Regions from separate parts of the Macaca mulatta genome. Here region 1 is linked to region 2. The links are chromatin contacts, called in public Hi-C maps. All regions are on one chromosome and are shown on one strand. Each heading gives the region's core, a stretch centred on a gene start, on an enhancer-like site or on the middle of the called end of the contact. The rest is flanking DNA. Distances are from core to core; before and after follow the strand shown.

The links. A called contact is a pair of places that touch in the nucleus more often than the background predicts.
Region 1: a Hi-C map of fetal cortical plate shows a contact between it and region 2, with 4 times the contacts expected there. The contact joins two enhancer-like sites. A contact is called at or near these places in 8 of 14 Hi-C or Micro-C datasets (CD4 T cells, blood, cortical neurons and 5 more).

What each region holds. Positions count from the first base shown.
Region 1 is chr6:60,851,972-60,858,003 of T2T-MMU8v2.0, reverse strand. It overlaps MOCS2 (molybdenum cofactor synthesis 2), which reads left to right. Exons shown (of 6, transcript XM_015140069.3): 6 at 1-374. Among named protein-coding and RNA genes, the nearest start is that of MOCS2, 15 kb to the left of the region's middle. Within about 2 kb of position 3,028, at least 4 of the 40 cell types and tissues checked have an H3K27ac peak or open chromatin away from gene starts, as enhancers often do. A contact at or near this core is called in fetal cortical plate, where this site is marked.
Region 2 is chr6:60,707,076-60,713,610 of T2T-MMU8v2.0, reverse strand. ITGA1 (integrin subunit alpha 1) reads right to left here. Exons shown (of 29, transcript XM_001094788.5): 28 at 5,813-5,929; 29 at 1-841. The coding sequence ends at 797. Among named protein-coding and RNA genes, the nearest start is that of ITGA2, 38 kb to the left of the region's middle. Within about 2 kb of position 4,605, at least 23 of the 40 cell types and tissues checked have an H3K27ac peak or open chromatin away from gene starts, as enhancers often do. A contact at or near this core is called in fetal cortical plate, where this site is marked.

The DNA of each region.
Region 1 (6,032 bases), core at 1,779-4,278, 150 kb before region 2:
TAGGATGGGGGTTATTTAAAATGGAACTAAAGATAGAAGGAGGACTGTAGGAAAGAAATGGAATAATTTAAAAGTGAGGAAAGATGTCTGTGGTAGACATGTCCTTCCATGACTAATTTCTAATTGTAACTCAAACTCACATTGAGGTATGGGCCCTCCTCAGTGACTTTAACTGACTCAGAAAGATACTCCTCCACCAGCCCCACTTCACCACCGCCGTCCGGGTTCAGGGAGAGTGTTATTATCAAGGATGCATGACAGGAATGTTGGCAGAACTGGAAAGTATTAAAAAATCATTATCAGACAGTCTTGATACATATTTTCAGAAATATATTAAAAATAATAAACTAAAACCGATTTCAAAAGTTTAAAAATAGTATTTTCTTTTTTTTAAAATTGCCTAAAATAGTTCTTACTATGGAGATTTCTGGGATTTTAGAATCTATAATCTTACCAGAAAACTTTGTTTTTATTAGTTGTTAATTTTATATCAATATACAAATCAGGACAAAATTGTCATAAATACCTGTTATGATTTTGTGTTTTAGGAAATTTACGTGGTTTGTGTTAAAATGTTTAGGTAAACAATGCCCTAATTTTTAGTTGGTTAAGCTTTATAGTATTTTGATAGACTTGTATATATAAGTCCCATATATTTCTTAAAAATTTTTTCCAGCTTTATTGAGGTATACTTGACAAAAATTATATATATTTAAAGTATACAATATGATGTTTTGATATACATATACATTGTGAGATGATTACCACAATCCAGCTAATTAACATATTCCTCACCTCACGTAGTCCCTTCTTTTGTGTGGTGAGAATATTTAAGATCTACTCTCAGCAAATTTCAAGTAAACATATAGCTCATAAAATAATAAAATACTAGCACAATTTGGGCAGTTGTCATCATCACAAAATTTGCATTATGCATATTAAGAACAAAAGGTATACTTTCAGACACTTAGATTGAAGGATTTTTTTCTTATGTTTGGGCAAATAAGAAACCTAGTAATCCTATTTGTTATATCTAGTGAAAACGTCTTTTACCTAAGGAATCCATTTATTCAACAAATATTTATTGAATAACTATTTTGTGCCAGGCATCCACCCAGTGATCTTTTTCTACCAACCTAAAATACCTCGGGGAACACTCTGCATCTTATCTGTGGCTGGGACCCACAGGACAGCCACACTGACTTTAGGAATCACCTGGTTACATCAGTTGATGCTTATTTCTGGAGAGATTGGTCCAGAAGGATACTGGAAGGGCAGACAAACCCTTCGCCTACTTCCTCTGCCGGGTTTGGGTTGCCTATTTCCTCTGCCGGGTTCGGTTCAGCCTTACCCTCTCAGTTCAGTGTCACTCTGTGCTTGCCATCGAGCTTCAGCCTGTCCCCATTGGAGAGCAGGGGTGGGTGTTGGCTGTTGATTATATCTGAAAGCACATTATCATGGGGTTACTGGGTCACTGTAGATATTTCTAGGATTTTGTACATAGGTTGTTAAATGGATGTTTATTTTGTCATATACAATGTTGATAGGTATATGTGGATTTCAAGATTTTCTTACTTAAATATTTCTTTAGAAGTTCCTTATGTTTTTAAAGAACATAGAACATTCTTTATATTTTAAAAGAATCATGCCTTCAGTAAGTAGGCTTTATTCTAAGTTTGGAACTGAGACTGTTATGCTTTTAAAGTCTACAATAGAGAGGTTAAGGAGTTAACCTGGGGCATGCCAGAACTGGGATGGAATGGCCTTGAAAGATTTTAGTGCATTGCACTTGACTTAGATAGGATCTTTCCTGACCCTTGCTTACTTAGGAATGGCAGAGTTAATTGGTGCTTCAGGTATTAAGGGGCTACTATCACTCTGATATGTAGCTTTTCCATCTCTGTAACTTGTCTTCAAGTAACTGGAAGAGTAATATATATTAAAAAAATAGCCTTTAATCAGATTGCCTGCAGTGTTTCATGGTCACTTTAAAGCCATGACTTTGCATGATTGCTAGGTAAATTCACTCAAGAAATAGGAAATACAAATTCTTTATGTTTCAAGTATTTTTGAACAAGTGGTAAAATGAAATTGATTTTTATCATGTTTAAATGAAAGTAACAGCAGATATTCAATGAGTGACTTATTTTGTGGATATTTTTGTCCTTTGGATATGATGCATAGAGTCACAATATATTTTCATCTTTTTTGAGAAATTAGTGATTTAGACATCTTACATAGTTACTGAGCACCTGGTACAGTAAAGATCTCTCTTAAGAATGATTTGTGTGATGTAGTTAGGTGGACCATCCAGCAGAGGGCGGTAGAGCCAGGGCCATAGTAAAAGTTACAGTAAAGTTGCGTTTAGCAACTTGAGTCTTAGATTTAATTTTGCATAGAATCAAAAGTTCAGTTTAGTAGCCATTTTCTTTAAAGTCAGGCTGTAGTGGTTCCTAAATGAAAATTAGGCCCTGATTTTCTGTAAGATGATGTCCAATCTTTGACACTTTAAAAATATTAAAAGATGATGATGAGGAAGGAGTTTTTAAAAATGCAATTTGTAGTTTTTAACAAGTGATGTAGAATAAATAAAAGTACTTTTTAAAAAGTAAGTGTACAATTATTTTCCAGTTAATTCTATGGGACAAAATGATTGCTTTAATACAGGTCTTTTGACAGCATTTCCTAACCTGCTCTGTGAAAAAGAAATAAAATGTAGTGCTCTTTTTCTGTAACATTTTATTTTTTTAAGAGATGGCGGAGGGGGAGTCTCATTATGTTGCTGGCCTTGAACTCCTGGGTTCAAAGGATCCTCCCTGCCTCAGCCTCCCAAGTAGCTGCAATTCCCACACTCAGCTCTCCAAGATTGTATTTGAATGTGAGAGATACAGCAGATGCACTTATTGATGGTTGTGCTGCAGTGAGCTGCCCTCCTGAGACGGCTCAACACAACTGCGATGGGCAGGGAGGCCTGTGAGACAGCACTGCAGACATGAATGGAGATGCTGGTGCATCACTATTTATGGCAGCACACACTCACTTTCCACCCCATCTTTGCATTACTCTGCCATCTGTACCGCGATGGCAGTCTGTGAGCCCAACGTGTACTTATTTTATAACTTCAACACATTTATTTCAGCATGCTCTTTAAAAATATTTAAACCCTCCTGCTTACTACTATTTTTTTAAAAAAAACAACTATGCAGATGACTCTGCTTTTGCATGTTGCAGCAGTTTGGCTGATTTTTTTTTCCCTCTCTATTCAAAGCACACATTTTATTTCAAGAGGTAAGTTGTGCTTTAGAGCTTTAGAGCAGTGCTTCTCAACTTCAATGCAATATGAATCACTTGGGGATGCTGTAGAACTTCCAATTTGACTTGAATAGTTTTGAGTGGCCCCTGAGATCTGTGTTTTTAACAGGCTTCAGGTGATGCAGCACCGTCTGTCCATGGGCCACACTTTGAGGAACAATGCTTTCTGCTGTCTCAAAACTTTGAAGGCAGTTTAAGAGTCCTACAAAACATCCTGTGGTCACTGCTAGAAACATAGACTGGACAACTATGGCGAATTATAGCCTCAGTCTTCTTAAATTGAGTCTTGGATGTGAGCAAAGTGAATGTATAAGATAAAAATAGTAAAATATATAACTTGTAAAAGTCCAAAGAAAATAACTTTATTTTCCAGACAATTGTAACAATATTCAATAATGTGGTATGAAAAGAGTGGCTTACAATTAATGAAACTTTTCTGTTTGTTATACTTGTATATGAGAAAAGCTATTAACTAGTTTATGTTGACAACAATTTAATTTTTGTTTCTCGTAAATCAAATGAATTCTGCAACTTCGTACAAACATGCATTTATTTTTATAGTTTTTGTGGAAAGTAAAGAGGCAAAACACATGTAATCAAAAACATCAAACACATTTGAACAAAGACTTATCTATTATGTATAAAGGAAAATATCCAAGACAATTTCTTTAAAATATACACAATTCTAACATAGTTATGCAATATATACATTCATATTTTGACAATCTGCCAAAATAAACAGGTACTTATGAAACTATATTTACATAATGGCTACAGTTTCAGTCTTTAGAGTTCAAAGAAATAGTTAATATTTTCACTTATTTCACACTTTTCCCCCATGTTTCTCATTCACCTCTAGATTTTAAATTAACTTTTCAAATTGGTTAAAATGGGTGTGCATACACAAAAGGGCATAGTCCTACAAAGTTTTTTATATAATTGTTTTATGTGTGGAAATTAAAATATGAAAGATGGATCAGGGATCTCAGTTTAAGGGATCCTGCCTTCTGTATGATGATGTCTTAATTTTTGAGATTTTCATATATTGGGTTATGGCTATATATCAGGACAGGTAAATACATTATAAAATTATACACTTTATAACAATTTTTAGTATAATCACTTGTGTGACTATAATAAATTGGCTTTATTTTCTTTACTCTTCACATTTTGAAGATAATTTTTGATAACTATTTTACAAAAATAACATTGCTAGCTAGAAAAATTTCTGTCCAGTTAGGAATTCTTATTTTGCTGCTGACATGAGTGATGCACAATTTTAAATCTCTGTAGTTTCTTCATAAGTTATTTTACTATCTTACTATTTTATAAGCCTTGTGTGGCAGTCAAGTTTTTACCACATTCTGTAGACCTTGTCTGTATACCATTTATGAAATGGAAATTTGAATTTGACATCTTTTATGCCCTCTACTGACTTTTAAAGCAAAAATATTGTTGAATAGGAACACATAGCTTTTATTTAAAAAATGTTTTTTCCCCTGAATTTCTTGTATGAATACTCACCTTTGCTTAAAAGTGCTTGAGAAATACTGCCCCCCAGGAGGCATATGACAATGTCTGGAGACATTTTTTGATTGTCCTGACTGCAGGGGGAGGATGCTCTGGCATCAAGTAGCTAGAGGCCAGGGATGCTGCTAAACATCATACCTTATAGGGCAGGGCTGCTGTCCTACAAGGTACAGGACATTCCCTGCAAGGAAGAATCACCTGGCCCCAAATGACAGTAGTGCCCAGGTTGAGAGACCCTGCCCTGGTGTGATAAATGGTGCACAGACAAGTGGCTAATGGTTTATAGTAATTCAACTACTCCCTGTAAACAGTGTAAACTAGGCTGATTATTTAAGGCAAGGCTAACCAAAGCTTTCAAGTTCTGTATATATATGTTTAGTACTTATTTAAGGAAGTACTCACCTAAAGAAGGTGAGACAGAGTAAAATAAAAGGAAGGATGTGCTATAATTCTTTGTATAGCACATTGAAAAGCTAATATTTATATATACAGTACTAACTCTTTTTTTTTTTTTTTAAACGGAGTCTTGCCCTGTCGCCCAGGCTGGAGTGCAGTGGCACGATCTCGGCTCACTGCAGCCTCCGCATCCCAGGTTCAAGTGATTCTCCTGCGTCAGCTTCCCGAGTAGCTGGGATTACAGGCACCTGCCACTACGCCCAGCTAATTTTTGTGTTATTAGCAGAGATGGGGTTTCACTGTATTGGCCAGGCTGGTCTCAAACTCCTGACCTCATGATCCACTGGCCTCAGCCTCCCAAAGTGTAGGGATTACAGGTGTGAGCCACTGTTCCCAGCCACAATGTTTTTTTAAATAGTCATTTTTTTGAGACAGGGTCTTGCTATGTTGCTTAGGCTGGACTTGAACTCCTGGACTCAAGCGATCCTCCTGTCTCAGTCTCCCAAGTAGCTGGAGCTGCAGGCACACACCAGCATCACTAGCTGTTAAATATTCTTTATCAAGTTAATGACTAGTTTCTCTAGTCTTTTTTTTTTTTTTTTTTTTTAATAAAATTTTCGTTGGAACAAAACAGCGAATTCTCACAGCTGTTAAAAGAATTGGACTCTGGCATACCTAACTAGAGAATACCATGCTATTTTTTCTATAAAACCCTGGCATTTTATGCCTTTTCTTGTTTGTTTTGTGTTGTCAATTACAAAGTAATTCTGTAAACAGTACAGACAGCCCTGGAC
Region 2 (6,535 bases), core at 3,356-5,855:
CACTGTGATGCCATACAAAACTGCTTTAAGTGTTTTTTCAGTATAAAAGAGTTTTGCATTTAGAGCTCAATATCAAAATTAAGTATTTTCTGTAAAAGCTTAATTTAACCCATTTAGTATACTTGTTTTTAAATGAGTCTATCCTGATTTTCCATCGTAGATAAAATTTCAGCTCAATTGCAGTACTTTCCAATCACCTTGGGGCGGGGAAGAAACTTTTTAGGTATAGAACCCAACACAAAGATGCTAAATGTATTCTTTGTGACTTAATTTTCAATCCATATTGTATATGGATTCTACCAAGGGAAAATGTTCTCATTTGGATCGGGAGAAATGATCTTTTTCAGGTAATTCTTTTCTTGGCATTTACAAGTGCTAACTGTCATGCTGAACATGGATATCCAACAGGAATCAAGGGGAAAAGCTTAATTTATATTGTTTTGAAAATAGATGTTTCCATGATCATAACAATCTTCTTATGTATTCCTTAAATATTTTGGATGGTGATTTAATACACAAACATATTTGTACAGGATTTTTTAAAAACACTTTGTAATTTTGCTTACTCAACAAAAATGAGTAATTATGTAAAATATTTTTTATCATTTTATAAATTATGTCTTTTTGGTATTGTTTTTGGATAATGCATGACCTGTCATTTTCCAAATAATGAATCCCTGATGGATTACATAGTTATATGACTATGTCATGAACTATACATTTCTTGTCACATATTTGAGGCAAACCTGAGGATAGATTATTGAATAATTGTTATTATTTTCTTTTGTAAAATATTTCATTTCTCCATTTTCTTTTTCAGTGGTCTTTTGAAGAATCCAATCTGTTGAGAAAACACAAAACATAACACAATTAACTATTTTAATTTAGGTAATAAATATTTATCCTTTTGGATAGAATTAAATTTAATAATATATTGGCAATGCTGGACACACAACTAATATAATTAAGACATAGTTTCTCATTGACCTATTAATATTCAATGTCAAAAAATGACATTTATTAAATTGCTGTTTCTTTTTTTTTTTTTTTTTTCTTTTGAGAAAGAGTCTCACTCTGTCGCCAGGATGGAGTGCAGTGGGGTGATCTCTGCCCACTGCAACCTCCGCCTCCTGGATTCAAGTGATTCTCCTGCCTCAGCCTTCTGAGTAGCTGGGACTAAAGGCATGTGCCACCATGTCCAGCTAATTTTTGTATTTTCAGTAGAGACGGGGTTTCACCATGTTGGCCAGGATGGTCTCTGTCTCTTGACCTCGTGATCTGCCCACCTCGGCCTCCCAAAGTGCTGGGATTACAGGCGTGAGCCGCCTTGCTGGTCCGCTGTATCATTTTTAACATTTTCATTGGTTAAATATATCATGACCCCTAGTAAAATATAGTATACATATTGAACTAATTAAAAGTTTCTGGGAAAATATTTTGGGTGACAAACAAACTGAAATTAGCTAGCATTGTCTCAACTTTGCCGTCATCTTTTTTTTTTTTTTTTTTTCAGGGATGTGGCAGAGAAATTTCCATCAAATGATCGATGACTGTAGGTTGAAGTCATTAGAGATGGTAGCGAATCTGACAGGTATATTATGACTAGAGCGTTAGGGAGATTTCTGAGTTGTCTGTATTAACTTTAAATGCATCAGGATGTCTGCTTAGATCTGATATAAAAAGCCTCTTGAAATATACTACGTCATTTGGAAATAAAAAATGAAGTCATTGGACATAAGAGAAATTTCACATTGTGGTGAATGGTGAGCCATATTTCAGTACGCTTTGCAATTTGGGGCATCATAAAATGCTCTAAGTGTTGCAATTGTTTCCCATTCTATAGAATAACAAAACTAAGTATAGGGGATAGAAGGGATCTTTACAATTATCTAACCTAAAATGCTTAGTTAAAAAAAAAATTAAGGGTCATAGATAAGTGTTTTTTCAAATTTGTACATATTTTTTAAATTTGAGAGAGAGCTATAATAGATCGAGCAAAGGCAAGGAGTTAATTCTTTGAAAGTGTGGTACCTCTATATCATTTTAATCACAAAATTATGGCAAATTATGCCAGGGAACGATGTATTTATAAAATAATTATTAAGCAACTGAGGGCTGAGAGGGGATAAACCCTCAAAAATATGCACTTTTAGGTTAGAAAATTTTTATTCAGGGCTTATGTCTTCTATTATGCCATCATCTAGGTGGTGGTAGATGAAGAAAAGGTGGTAACAGAACAAATACACATGAAAACAATAAGTTTGTCTTCCCCAAATGCCAGCTCTCCTACATGTCTCAGGCTTTTTTATATGAGCCAACTGTTAAAGTTCCAGATTCACAAACCATTAGGCTTCTCAACTGGTGCCTGCATGTCCTGAGTCAAAAATAAACACACAAGGCTTCACAAAAGCAGGTGATGGATTCTAAGACTTTTTCTCCTTTTCGTTCTGCTTTGCTTCTGATCTCTCACAGATCTTTTTGCTTTTTTACAACACTCCTTGGTTTCTACACATTAAATGTTCTATTTTAAAATAACTTCGGTTATCTAAGCATTCCACCCAACCAATTAACATGGGTTTTTAAGAGAAGTTAAGTGACAAAGAGTGGAGATTAGGAGAATATAGTTTATAGCTTCAAGGTGGACTGGGCCAATCCTAGCCCAAATCTGAAACAAACAGTTTGCTTTCAGCCCCAACACTTTCTTTGTAGCGCTGGCTTTCCTTTTTTTCTTCCTGTGTTTATTTCATGATCCCTTGTTCAAAACCCTATGCCAAAGGGTCTGATGAAATGATCTCTGTCAAAAAAGTAGGTGCTTAATGAATATAACATGGAATAATTGCTGAATAAACAAATTCACACTAATGTATAAAAGACTAAAAAGTGGTGAGATACCAGTCCCCATCCACACCGCCCAGAACATGTATATTGAATGAAGAATAAACCTTTAGGATTAATAAATAAATCATCAGTTGAGGAACTTCAGGCATCATTATGACGTCAAGTTAGGAGAGAGGAACGTTCTGAATCTCTCATGGTTCCTCGTGGGCTGAAGTCATTCTACTTTATTGGATATGTTGGCCTGGCTGGGCATCTCCCCCAGCGTGTAGTACCATATTTCAGGACAAGTTTCTCCACCTATTTAAACCTACGTCCCCTACAAGATTCCTCCCATCAATCATGAAGTGTACTAGGCAGCTACTATCACTTTGTCAAGCTTTAATTTTTGTCATGTGTATGACGAAGACAAAGATATAAAGACTGTGTCTTTTGAAACTGAATCTCTGCTCTAAGAGAAATTTTTGGCCTGTCTCTCACACAGAGACTCAGACTTTGGAGTCCAATGAACCTCCAAAGTGGTGGGATTCAGGAGAGGAAGGAAGAAGGGATAGTCCTGAGGTGTCTGATCCAGATCTAGTTAGTATAAAAAAGATGTCTGGGATAAGAGTAGCTCTTCTGAGCCTACTGCAACTGAATTCATGCTTCAGGGAGCTTCCAACTGAACTTTAAAGTAGGGGGAAGTAGGATTAGTCCTAATGGAACTACTGAAAGTCTGAATCCAACTAGGGACCCTCATTCCAAAACCAAAGACAGTATTATGTGTTTCAGAGAGTTCATGACCCTCTTGAACAAAACCCGACTCCTGGAGCTCCAGAGTAAAGAGCTCTGTTCTACAGCCTGCAGCAGTACGACATATTGGAAAAAGAAAGAGCTCTGTAGATCATTCCTTGAATCCACTCATTTACTAGCAAGTAATCGTGGGCGAGTCACTTTACTTCCCTTTGCTTTAATGTCCTCAGGTGTAAAATGTAGTTAAAATATTTGGTCGAAAAGATTGTTGCAAGGACACCAGAGGGAATGAAAGCAAGAGAGAACACGGACTGATAATAGTCAGTGGTTTTGGCACAGAATTCAGATCCTTACTCTGAATCTCACTATGTGTCTTTGGGAAATACACTTAAATTTTATGTTCCTCATTTACAAGAGGAGGTTCGTAAGACCTCATAAGGTTGATATGAGTATTAAGTGGAAATGCTTAAAGCAGAAGTGTTTAAAACAGTTCCCTGCACATAGTAAACATTCAGTAAGAGCTAGTTTCTTCCCTTCTGCTTTGGAATCACAGTTCTGATTGCTGGGCCTCCCAATGAAGTGGTTGAACTATTTCTACTGGGTAAGACAGCCCAAAGTTTGTCAAATGACATTCTTTTGGGGCTACAATAATAATAATAATAACCTAAGAAGCTGTCAGAATGTATCAACACATCATTATCTGGATGAAATAATGCGCTTATTTTTACATTTATGCTTTTTCAGACTACTGACTGAAAAATAGGTAACTGAAATTTCCTATTTGTTTGTCTGAAATAGAGGTACAAGGCTGGAAAAAACCTATTCAAATATCAGCTCTGGTTTTCCTCTTCTCCTGTCAGTGGTGTCCTAAAACCATACAGGTAAGTGCAGTGCTCAGAATAGAAGACTATGCTGAAAAAAATCAACAGTAACACTCTCTATTAGAGGTGCATAGAAATGAAGAAACCACTTCCTGTATTTCCAAGGACAACCTTGACACAAATAAGCCAGGCCTTGGGTACCACACTGTGGCAAAGCTAGGTATTACACGGAGAACACTGATCCCTTAGAAGTAGAAGGAAGAGCTAGACATGGATATAGTGGAGAATTTTGTTTGGGGAACTTTGCTGGAGAAAAGCCGTGGATTCTATTTACTGAATTAAATGCCACTGACCTACATCTGGCTTTGTTTGCCGTCTCCTCTAAGACTAAGCCCCTCAAAAGAGGAAGTGAGTCATAGGAGAGTAAGAAAGGATAGGAACGGTTGGTATTTCAGTGGGAGAGAAACTTGCTGTTTAAACTATTTGATTAAATAATTATGTTGCTCAGGTAATAGAATAATTAATATGTAGCCACAATCTATATTTTTAACATAAGTTAACTATTTAACAAAATAATAGGTAAAATATAGGGGAATATTATGCAAGAATAAATACCTATTTGATATTTAATTGAAAAAAGGTTCAACTTTGTATGGGATGTTATTCTCTATTCAACTTATCCCAAAAGCTGTCATTTCAGTTCTGCTTAATGTGAAAATTATACAGTTTCTAAGAGTTTTAAAAATCATGTCTTTTTCAGCCTAAGCAAAATATCTACATAATAATCCAGAGCTACTTGACACAAAATAGGTGGTTACTGACTTTTATCATAGAATTTGAAATAGGAGTCTGTGAAACTTAAAGACCTCCCCTACATCAGCTGATCCCACACCCTCCACTCAGGCACACAATTTATTACATAAAATGTTCCATGTCTATTTAAACATTAAAGAATTATTTGATGTTTAAGACACATAGAGATGTGTGATTAAAACAAGGCTTATGTTAACCATGAATCTACTGCTTACATATCCTTCAATTGGCATAGGAATTCATTTTTCTTTCTCTATAAAAGACAGTTTTCATTGTTCTCTATTTACAAAATAAATACATACTTGTTATAAAATTTTAATTGTTACAGATATATGAAAGTCCCTTATTGTCCTAACTCTAGAAAGATACTTTTGAGATTTTTGAATATTTCTAACCCCAAATAAGTTTTTTTTCCTTCGCAAAAATTGGTTCAAGTTGTATGCAGTGTTTGAAATACACATTTTTCTTTTTTCTTTCTCTTAGTCATCATTTCAACATTTGTTTCATTGCTGTGATAATACTATATTGCATAGTCTAAATAGATCATAGCTTATTTCTCCAGTTTGCTCTTGATGGTTGAAGTAGAGAGTCAAAGGAATTTTGGTGTTTACCTTCCACAGTGCTAAAATGAGCAGCATTAACAGCAATAATCCAGCAAAAGCACTCAGCAGGATGACCCATAATGGCACTCTGCCCGGTAGTCCATCTTTGGATATTTGAATAGCAAGCTGAAAATTATTAAACAAGATTGTTAACATGATAAACACCTATTAGAACTCCTGGAATATTGAGTTCTTGCAGGCTACAACTCTCTACCAGTGCATTAATCTCGTTCCTATATACAGAGAAAACATTAAGTTTACATTAGAAAATGCCCTTCATCTGGCCTAAATCTCTAACTATGTCAAATTTATTATTACCGAAAGGTATTTATAATCTTATCCTTCAGAAATTTATACATAAAGAGTTAAATGTCAATGAATTGAAATGCTCAAAGGGAGGAGTGAATTTCTGTTTAACTCAGGGAGAACCAAAGTATTATGTGTGTTAAAAATTAATTAGTAGACTACTGTATTATCACAACAGCATTAATTTAGGTTGGAATGTCACAGTTTGTTGTCATAAAAACCTGAGAAAGTCTCCTTATTTTATTTCTAGCGTGCTTCATTTTTTGTTTATAAATTGAAAGTATAATGCATAAATCTCAAGTGTACGGATAAGTGAATATTTGCATATATATTCACTCCCAGTGTGCTCTTCATTATACCACAATGTCTCTTTTACTTGACTTAATACTGAGTCCACATTAAATCAGGTTTTAACTGAAGCAAACC